2 separate regions of the Ovis aries genome follow, and region 2 is linked to region 1. A link is a contact called in public Hi-C data. All regions are on one chromosome and are shown on one strand. The core of a region is the stretch at or near the end of the contact, and the rest is flanking DNA. Distances in the headings are between cores, read along the strand shown. Region 1 holds the start of CCND2 (cyclin D2). Region 2 holds the start of PARP11 (poly(ADP-ribose) polymerase family member 11).

Evidence for each region. Hi-C and Micro-C count contacts between places; a contact is called where the count stands out from the background.
Region 2: a Hi-C map of tail adipose tissue shows a contact between it and region 1, with 4 times the contacts expected there. The contact joins the promoter of PARP11 here to the promoter of CCND2 in region 1. A contact is called at or near these places in 12 of 16 Hi-C or Micro-C datasets (blood, hypothalamus, liver and 5 more).

The regions. Positions count from the first base shown.
Region 1 is chr3:211,619,124-211,624,363 of ARS-UI_Ramb_v3.0, forward strand. CCND2 (cyclin D2) reads right to left here and starts at 1,972. Exons shown (of 5, transcript NM_001127290.1): 1 at 1,778-1,972; 2 at 1-50. The coding sequence starts at 1,972. It overlaps LOC105608579 (a long non-coding RNA gene), which reads left to right and starts at 575. Exons shown (of 3, transcript XR_006059463.2): 1 at 575-1,010.
Region 2 is chr3:211,942,073-211,947,107 of ARS-UI_Ramb_v3.0, forward strand. PARP11 (poly(ADP-ribose) polymerase family member 11) reads left to right here and starts at 2,189. Exons shown (of 9, transcript XM_042247636.2): 1 at 2,189-2,593.

The DNA.
Region 1 (5,240 bases), core at 722-3,221:
TTGATGGCGAGAGGAAAGACCTCCTCTTCGCACTTCTGCTCCTCACAGACCTACGACATGAGTGGGAAGGGGTCGGGGTAGGGGGAGACCATCATATCAGGAAAGGAGGAAGAAAGGGAAATCGCACAATCCAGGGAAATGACAAAAATGTTGAATTTGGGGGGAGGGGAGGGGAGTAGAATAAGCGATAAGAATGAAGACGAGGAAACTGGGGGCAATTTACATGGCCATCCGCGCGGGGGTCCTCCCCGGGAACTTAAAATCTCAAAGGAGAGGGGGCTTAAGGACCCCGAAGCCGAGGGCGCAGCAGCGCCGGCCCCGCCGCCCCCGTGGGCCGCTCACTACTCCGGGCGCTCGCACTCACTCACTCTCTTTTTTGGATTTCGTCATCTTTTCAAAAAATCAATAAAAATATTCTGGAGGCTCCAGGGGTCTCGTTCTTGGTCTCATTCGGATCCCCAGACCCTGCTCTATCATTCCCGACAATTGAAAAAATTGTCTGGAGGGGTCCCCGCGGCCCAGGCGCCGCATTTGGGGGGGTGGGTGGGGAGAGGTGGGGAAGCGGGGGGAGGGCGGAGGGAGCGAGCGCCGCGCAGCCTGGGCGGCCGGAGTCGGAGCAGGGGAGACGGGTTCAAAAAATAATTAAAAATCGAGGAAATATCCCAGAAAAGCCCTTTCGCCGTGAAAACCCCGCAGAGGACCCAGGCTTCCCGCAGCGGAGGTTTGAGGCGCCGGGAAGGTCTGGAGCGCGACCCCTGGGGCTTCGGATCCCGAGGGGAAACTTGCAGGGGAGAGCGCGGCGGCGGGAGTGTCCGGCCGCGGCCCACAAGGGCAGAGGCCGGGGACGGTGGCGAAGAGCTGGGGGACGCTCGTGGACGGGGAGCCGCCGGGGAGAGGCGCGGGGGGCTCCGGCCTCTCCTTCGGGGGGGCCCCGCTATCCCCCCTGCACACACCTCCTCCCCCTCCCACCCCACCCAGATCTCCGCACCCAGGAAACTGAAGGCCGAACCGTAAGTAACCTTCACGAGGGGGCGGGGTGGGTGATGGGGGAGAGAGGGCGCCATCAGAAGTGGGGGGACCGGGGTCGTGGGGTGCGAGGGGGAGCAGGCGACGCGTCCAGCCGCTCCACCCCCGAGTTTACAAAGCAACATGGCGAAACCACGGCAGGTCCGGAGCCGTGCAGACGTGGGCACACGGCAAGGGTTCGGAGCAAGGGGAAAGAAGTGCTTCTTCTGGGTTCCCCGAAAACACACGTTTCTTCAGTGTGACTTCCGGGGCTCCTGAATTCCCCATTTCTCTTCTCCCTCCGCCCTCTCCCTCCCCCCTTAAGTGCCAACGCGGAGTCCCGACCACATGCGGGGACCCGAGGCTAGGACCCATTTGCTCTGGCCTTTGCGGGGGAAGGGGGTGCAGCTGACTTTTTAACTTCGGGGTTCACCCTCCCATTCTCTTCTTCAAGGCACCGCAAGCAGCCTCGGCTTAGCAAAAGGTCGCGGCGGGGGTGGGTGCCGGTGGGAAGAGGTGGCAGCCGCATGCAGGCACACGCGCTCGGGATGCTCCCCCACCCCCAGCCCTGGGACAACCTCGCTGCTCTCCCCCTCCCCCCGCCCCGGGAATCTTGCACCCCCCGCAAGGAACCGAGAGGAAGCCACGCGTCTGGCCGAGGGCGCGGGGGTAAGCTCTGGCGCAGGAGTGGGGGGGCGGGCTCCCGAGGCTGCCCTCGCCCAGGTTCCGGGACCGGCGCGGGCGCCGACGGAGCGCCTGCCTGCAGCCCTACCTCCAGCATCCAGGTGGCCACCATCCTGCGCATGTAGGGCTGAATGTCCTTCTGCACGCACTTGAAGTAGGAGCACTGGGGCAGGTAGCGCTCCTCGATGGTCAGCAAGTTCTGCAACACGCGGTCGTCGTGGAGCAGGTTGGCGTCCGGCACGGCCCTGCGGACCGGCTCCACCTCGCCGCACAGCAGCTCCATGGCCAGCTGGCTACTCGCTCGTGCCCCTGCGATCTCCGGACTGGAAAAGTTGGGGGTTTTTTGGGAGGGGGGAGGGGAGAGGATTCCCCGTACCTCCTTCCTTTGGCTAAATAAGGGTTTTTTTAGAGGGGTAGAGTTAAAGGCAGAGAGAGAGAGAGAGAAGCCGGGGAGGAAGAGTGGAAAGGGAAGGATGGGCGGTGGGAGAGGAGCGCCCCGGGGGCGGCTGACTCTCTCTGCCCTCCCCTTCAAACTTGTCTGCTCTCCCCAGCTCGCTCGGCTCTCTGCTCGCTGAGGCAGTGACGCAAACTGGCTGGGCAGTTACTTCTCCTCCCTCTCGCCTCACCCCCCTCTCCGGTTCCTCCTCCCCTTCCCTCCCCTCCCGGCCCTCCCCTCCTCCTTTCAGTCTCTCCCTCCTTTCCCCTCTTGTTATTAAGGAGAACAGCAGCTGGCCCGACCAAACTTCAAACGCGGTCCCCCGCGCCGCCCCCCACCCTCTCCCTTAGCTCTCCGAGGCCCTCTCCCTCCACCAAGCCAGGGGCCCAGGAGAGGGGAACCCACCAAAAAAACCACAAAACCCCACCGATCCCTACTTATTCCCTGTAATTGCAGCCCATTCTGTAGGTGCATCCCGCCAAAAATACGACCCTCCGACTCTGGTTTCCTCAAACATGATCGCTACACTCCAGCCCACGAATTTAAGATCCAGGAATGACGGGTGGGTGAGCTGAAGATGAGGTGGGCTCAAACGACTGAGAAATAAGATCCCTTATATGAGCCCGAAGGAGGGTGATTTTGGAAAACAGTTAACTTTGCATACCCAGAGGGAAAGGGTATGTATGGCCCTGAAATGTACGTTCTTAATCATTTTCAGCCTGTTTCCGAAACCCGATTATAGGGACCAAAATACACCCCCCCACTCCGCCCCATGCCACCGCCCCACCCCCCCCACCACGCAGATGTGTGGGGAAAGGAAGAAGGCGGAGGGGTTGGTGTCCGGAGGGAGGGGGCGCTTCTTCGACGTGGGAGAATGTGACCTAGGAGCAGAAACCCTCCCGTTCTTGGGGCGCCGCAGGCGCCACTGGGAGACGCGGGGAGGCGCCCCGAGCCGCCGCAGGCCGGGGGCAGGGCTACCAGCGGTTCCGCCGCGGCCAGCGGCCACGCAGGAAAAACCCGCTTCCTCGCCCTGCATCTGCTGACAAGCCGCCCGAGGTGTCTGCGCCGAGCGTGGCCACACTGATACAGCTTTCTAGGAAATAGCCCGGGGCGGGGGGGGGGGCCGGGAGGGGGGCGAGAAAGGGGGGTAGATTGGGCTCCCTGTCTCTCCCCCAGCGCCAACGACACCACTCCTTCGTTTCCTCCGAGGCCCAAGATCTCCCACCCCGGGTCCCTCGCCGGCACACTCGCGGACCCTCCGGGTTCACGCCTCCATCGCAGCCAGGGCTTTCTCCTCGAGAACTGGACTGCGGTGGAGACGCGGTCGGCTCCGACACGTGCTCCGACGCATCCTCCGGTCAAAGCAGCTTTGGGAGGGGATCCGGGGGCGTTTCCTCACCTCCTTCCTCCCGCCACCCCCCTCCCACCCTGCCCTCTGTGCTATTTCACTCCGAGGGGGAAAGGAGCGGGCCCTGCGTCCCGGGTGCTGGCCGAGCTGGCACGTGCGGCGAGCGCCGCGTGGGTCGGGGCTCTCGCGACACCCCGAGGTCAGCCCAGCACCTCCCTCGCGGAGCAAGGAGGGTCTCAGAACCGGGGCACGGAGGGCGAGCGTGGTCGGGCGGGTGCGGGATGGGTGAACCGGGCGAGCGGTTCCCTGAAAGGAGGGGGAGGTGAAAGGGAACGCGGGGAGCGCGCAGAAAACCAGAGGTGCGAGCGATTAACTCCGGCCCCGGGCCCAGCCCCTTTCCACGAGGGTGGGGCGGAAGGGGTGGGTGGGTGGGTGGGTGGGTGGAGGGGGCTATCGCTTTAAAAGGGTGAGTAAGAGTTTGGGGCGCCGTCTCCCCTCCCTCTATTTGCATAGCCAATAGCTCTGGGTCTCCTGCTACTGCGCGCTGATTGTTACCGGGCAGATTACTTTTTTTTTTTTTTTTTAGTAGGACGCGTTCCCCGCTACATCAAAAGGAAGCCAAGGAAGGGAGGGCGGAGGGAGAGCGGGGATGGGGCGGGCGGGGGCTGGTGAGAGGCCGGGGCGCCCGCGACCTTATCAATAGCCGCAGGAATTAGGATCCTATCGACTGTACGTAAAGAAAGGGGAGGGAAGGGGGCGGGCGAGGAGAATGTCTAATTACGGTGGAAGCCATTAGCTTTCGGGAAGAAAAAAAAAACCTCGCTGAAAAACCCAAGTTGCAAACTCAAAATGAAACAGCCCCGCGCGGCGGGTGACACCCGGGGCCCAGGAGCGTGTTCCTCGGAAAAGATCGGGTCCCTAACAATCGCCTATTGATTTCAGTCAACGTGGACTTCCCGACTCAGGCCTTGAATCACTCCGGATAAATACGTTAACTTACATTTTAAGACCCCATAAAAGACCTACTCAAACTTCAGTTCAGCCACCTTTGAGCGGATCAAAGAAAGCCTGCAGGAGTTGAGGGTGGAGTGGGCTGGGGGCAGTGGGGGCGAGAGAGGTATTTTTAAAGTATAAATCTGCCCCGACAGGCAAGGACAGAAGCCGGCCAGGGCCCCCAGCCTCTTGACATCACTTGATAACTAACGCAGCACGGTCTTTTCTCCACCTCCCTGCAAAGAAAGCATCCTGAGCTCGGGGTCCCCTGAAGAGGGGCAGCGGGGGGCGGAGGGGGGGTGGGGAAGAGGCGGGTGGTCGTCCTCCGGGCCTCGCCCACCCTGGGGAGAAAGCCTGGGTGGCAGGGCCTCAAGTCTCCGGAGCGAGCCGAGGGGCCCCCTCGCCCCTTCCCTCCCCCCAACCCCAAACCCGTCTGGCTTTACTGAGAAATTCCGGCGGGGAGCGGGGCCGGGGGCGGAGGGGAGGCGGTCGTGAAGGGGAGGGGCGCAGGCGGGTGCCCCTCTCCCAGCCGCCCTCTCCGTCCACCCCGATCCGCCAGTGCGGGCGCTCCCCGCGCGGCAGGCTCGCTCCTTCCAGTTCCCCGTTGACTTCCCCTTCTGATCACCGACTCTATCCGAACTGCAACCTCGCGGCGAATCCATCCCCCAGTGGTTCGGGCTCCGAGGCTCGGGGTGGGGCGTGCGAGGGTGCGGAGGTTGGCAGGAATGTCTCCGGGAGGCTTGGACTGGAAACTGAGTTTTCCCTTTTCGTCGC
Region 2 (5,035 bases), core at 939-3,438, 320 kb after region 1:
CCAATTAAACGCTTATAATAAATAAGGAACAGAAAGATGACGTGTGTGTGCTCACTCATGTCCGTCTCTTTATGACTCTCTGGATGATAGCTTGTCTGCCTCTCTGTCCGTGGGATTTTTCAGGCAAGACTACTGGAATGGGTTGCCATTTTCTCTTCCAGGGGATCTTTCCCACCCAGGGATCAAACCCACATCTTTTGTTGTCTTCTGCATCAGCAGAGAGATTCTTTACCCCTAAGCCATCGGGGAAGTCGTTAAAGATTATAGTGTTCTAGCACCAGCTAGGGGCAAACGCTTGTCATCCCGAGTTAAAGACTGAATGCCCTTTTTCTTGGCCAATGCAAGAGCAAGAGTGAAAACTGCATTATTTGTAGGTGACATGATTGTTAAAATAGAACTTTCAGAGACATCAGTTGATAAGCTATTAAAACTATAAGACATTTTCAGTGGGGTAGTACACAAGATAAATACATACAGCATTCCATAGCTTGTATGTATGTTACAGACATTTACATTTGAAATATCCATTGATTGATATTTAAGTCGTCTTCAAGTTTTTACTATTCCAAAAAATGTAGCAATGAACATTCTTGTACAGACCATTTCTGTACATTTATTCATTTACCTCCTTGAAATTAGCTCCTAGAAATGGCATTGTTCAATAAAAGATTATGGAAATTTCATATTGCCAAGCTATGGGGCAGGGATCTTTATTTAACCTTTTTTTTTTCCACTTTATTTTTTGTCAAGTGGCTAACCAGTGTCCCAGTATTACTTACTAAATAATCCATTCTTTCCTCACCACTTTGTAATCGATTTACTATACATATTGGATTGAAGGATATCTGTATATCCTATATTTCATAGTAAGTGAAAAAAGTCAGATTCTCAATCTGTAGGTATTCTTGGACAAATAAAAAACTGTAATCTGTGGAGTTATATAAAAGCTCAGAAGTATCTTTTTTTTTTTTTAAGTTTTTTTCCTTTTTTTTTTTTTTTTGACGTGGACCATTTTTAAAGTCTTTGCTGAATTGTTACAATAGTGCTTCCGCTGTTTACACTTTAGTTTTCTGGAGGAGGGGCTCGTAGCTCCCTGACAAAGGCTAAGCATAGGAAGGTGAATCCTTAACCACCTGACTGCCAAGGAAATCCCTCAAAAGGACCTTAAATTGTTTCCTTATAGTACTTCTTTGCCTAGAAAATCCTTCCCCTCTTGTAGCTCATTTTACCTAGGTAACTTCAATAGGAGGGCATCCTATTTAAGTCTTAGCTTAAATTTCTTGGTGGGTGTGGGGTAGGGGGGCTCGACATAGTGGGTAGGCAGACACGTTGTCCTAGGTAAGCATTCTTTCAAAGAATCCTGTACTTGCCATACTACCTACAAACCATCCTGCACGTTCTTACTTATCTAAATTATACCTTATTGTTTCTCTGGACCCCAAGCTCTATGAGGGCTGCATACGGGTCAGTCTTACTCACTCTGGAGCCTAGCACAGTGCCTGGCAAAGAACCTTCACTAACTGAGCACTTACTGTTTGCCAAATACCGCGCTAGGTGCTTTTAACAACCTCACTACACCCTTGCTAAGTCACTTCAGTCGTGTCCGACTCTGGGCGACCCCATAGACGGCAGCCCGCCAGGCTCCCCCGTCCCTGGGACTCTCCAGGCAAGAACAGTGGAGTGGGTTGCCATTTCCTTCTCCAATGCGTGAAAGTGAAAAGTGAAAGTGAAGTCGCTCAGTCGCGTCCGACTGGGTGACCCCATGGACTGCAGCCTACCAGGCTCCTCCATCCATGGGATTTTCTAGGCAAGAGTACTGGAGTGGCTTGCCATTGCCTTCTCCGCACTACACCCTTAGATACTATTATCACCTCAGTTCTGAGCGTGAGGAATCCGAGTCTGAGCGTGAAAGCTTGTCCTGGGGGCTATTAATTCCCAGGCCTGTCTACCTCTTGGTCACTACGCGGTGATCAATAAATATAAGAGGGAGAACAGCCAGCGAGGCTTGACGTTCTCTCACAGTGGACGCTACACTGCAGCTGCAGCCCTGGAAGGGCGCTTCGACTGAAAGCCCTTAAACAACCCCAGGACCACTTAGACTCTCGCAGGCCCCGCCCACCCCGCGCCGAGGGCGGAAGGGAGCGTCAGGGGCGGGGCGGGCTTCCGGGGACGGGGCGGGGCCGGCGGTGGTTGGCCGGCTGCAGCCGGAAGTCGGGAGGTTTGGGGTCCGAAGACGCCGGCCTGTAACAGGGGAAAAGGAGGCCTACGAGAAGGTTGCCTCTCCATCCCTTGGCTCCCGGGGACCCTCGGGAAAAACCGAGTGCCCCGACCCTGCGGCCGGCCCCTTCCCCTAGGCTCTCTCCGCTCGATTTCGCCACCGCTATGTGGGAAGCGAATCCGGTGAGTAGCCGGGAGGGATGGGGCGGACCGATGGGCGGGGTTGACGGGAGAGGGCGGGCGGAGTTCCCGGGAACTGCGTCCCCCACACCCCGCACCTCTCCTGGCCCAGCCGGCCGGCTGTTGAGTTCCGAGAACGCGGAGGCCCCGGGTTCGGCGGCTCCGGCAGCGCCTTGCGAACAGTGGAGAAGGCTCGGTGGGTCCCCAGCGCTGGGCAGGCTGTCTGTTCCGTCCCAGTGATTGATTTGGACTCGCTGTGGTTTCTCTGCCCCCCGTCACGCCACACCGTCGTTTTAGACTGCGTTTTGCTGTCTGGCTGGCGTTTCCTGGGCCTCGAATCTGTGAGTCTTCGTTAGGCTCAGATGTACTTGCCAGCCCCCCACCTCACCCCTCTCCAAAGCGAAGGGGCTTTCCCCCCGGACTCTCCCCTGAATGGGCCTAAGGGGAACCGCAGGGGCGCCGTTCCCCTTTCTGATGGACAGCCTGCGGAAACTGGGGTGGGAGGGGTGGAGAGGCGAACGTATGTTCTTAGATTTTTTTTTTTCCTCCCCCGGATGGACAGAAGTGGTGACCTGGAGCGTTTCCGTTGCAAGTCTTTTTCCCTCCGGTATTCTCATTGTGTCTACATATATTTTTGTTTATTTTGCTTTTGGACCTTAATATGCAGCTTTCAAAGAGAGGAGTCCGTTTGCCATCTCCTGTTAGAGGCGAAGTCGCCTGGTAACACAAATATACTCTGTTTACACCTTTGAGTTAACTGGAAAATGGCAGAATCATGTATCAGCGAATTGTTGGCCAAAATATGTGCAGCTACCCCGTCTACTGAGAGAAATTCCTAAATCTACTTTAATAACCTCGTTTCCATCAATACTACATCTTCCCCATCCCTGGAATATATTTCCAGGTAAATAAGAGAGTTATCAGTAAATTCCCATCTGTTTTTCCCCAGCAGAAACTAGTCTGTTGCTCTGGATTTTTTCGCTGCATGTTGTGGTTCCATCCCAGACCTTCGTGTAATGATGGTCATCATTTAAGACCTTTTTTTTTTTTTTTTTTGCTCAGACATAGAATCCTCTAATATAAGGCCACATCAGAGGAAAGTAATTGCTGGGTTTTGATTTTAGCAAAAATAATTGCAGATTGTGAGAATGTATTCTGCTTATATATTCACTTTCGCTGTCATCAGTCAGTTTCATATATTATTATTATATGTGTGTTTGTGTGTATATCCAAGTTTTTATTGGCTGTCCTCTTTCTGGTTTCTCCCTAACACATCTTTACTCATCTAAGTACATGTCTTGCTCAGAGTCACATGTCTTAAATCCTTCATTATGTTGTAAGCTCCACAGGGGCAGAGATTTTTGTCTGTTTTGTTTCCTGTGGCATCCAAAGACTAGGGAAGAGAGCCTGGCATATAGTGGGTGCTCAGTAAATGCCTGTTGAATTCACAAAGGCCATTGTATCAACACTGGGAAGACTCCTTTGCTCCATTTTTTTTCTCCTTCTCCATCACTTACAGATCAGAATTCACTGTTGGGTCACTGGTGTGTTTGTGAGGGTTATAGAGGCGCTAGTGAATATCTCCTGTATTTAGTTTGTTTTGTCATTATCTCACTTCTTTGGAAGGAATGCTTGGTTTTCTCTGAAATCACCCTAGCAATTTTGCTTGATTTCAGTAGAGCAGACTGACTTTTGTTAATTGTGATGAACTTTCCACCTACAAACCCACATTCTTCTTCTGACCCTTGTGATGCCACTCTAACATGTCTTAATGCTCCTGTGTTTTCTTACTGATACTGTTTTTCTTCCTCTGAGCATGTGAATACTGTCAATAAGGAAAGTTTGTGAAGTGGAAGTCGCTCAGTCATGTCCAACTCTTTGCGACCCCATGGACTACATAGTCCATGGAATTTTCCAGGCCAGAATACTGGAGTGGGTAGCTTTTCCCTTCTCCAGGAGATCTGCCCAACCCAGGGACTGAACCCAGGTCTATTTTGTATAAATACAGTCAGCATCCTGCATTTGGTTTTCCTCTGGCAATTTGTTAGTTTCTTTTAATAGAAGAAGCATCTGGATTGTCTGTCCAGCTGTGCTCCTGGAGTAAAAATTAATTTTAATGTTTTTCTAAACCAAACACAATTGGGAAGATGAAAAAAAATGCATCCTAAAGATGAATATTTGGGGGGGCTCCAAAATCAGTGCAGATGGTGGTTGCAGCCATGAAATTAAAAGACGCTTACTCCTTGGAAGAAAAGTTATGACCAATCTAGACAGCATATTGTAAAGCAGAAACATTACTTTGCCAACAAAGGTCCGTCTAGTCAAGGCTGTGGTTTTTCCTGTGGTCATGTATGGATGTGAGTTGGGCTGTGAAGAAAGCTGAGTGCCGAAGAATTGATGCTTTTGAACTATGGTGTTGGAGAAGACTCTTGAGAGTCTGTTGGACTGCAAAGAGATCCAGCCAGTCCATTCTGAAGGAGATCAACCCTGGGATTTCTTTGGAGGCAATGATGCTGAAGCTGAAACTCCAGTACTTTGGCCACCTCACGTGAAGAGTTGACTCATTGGAAAAGACTCTGATGCTGGGAGGGATTGGGGGCAGGAGGAGAAGGGGACGACCGAGGATGAGATGGCTGGA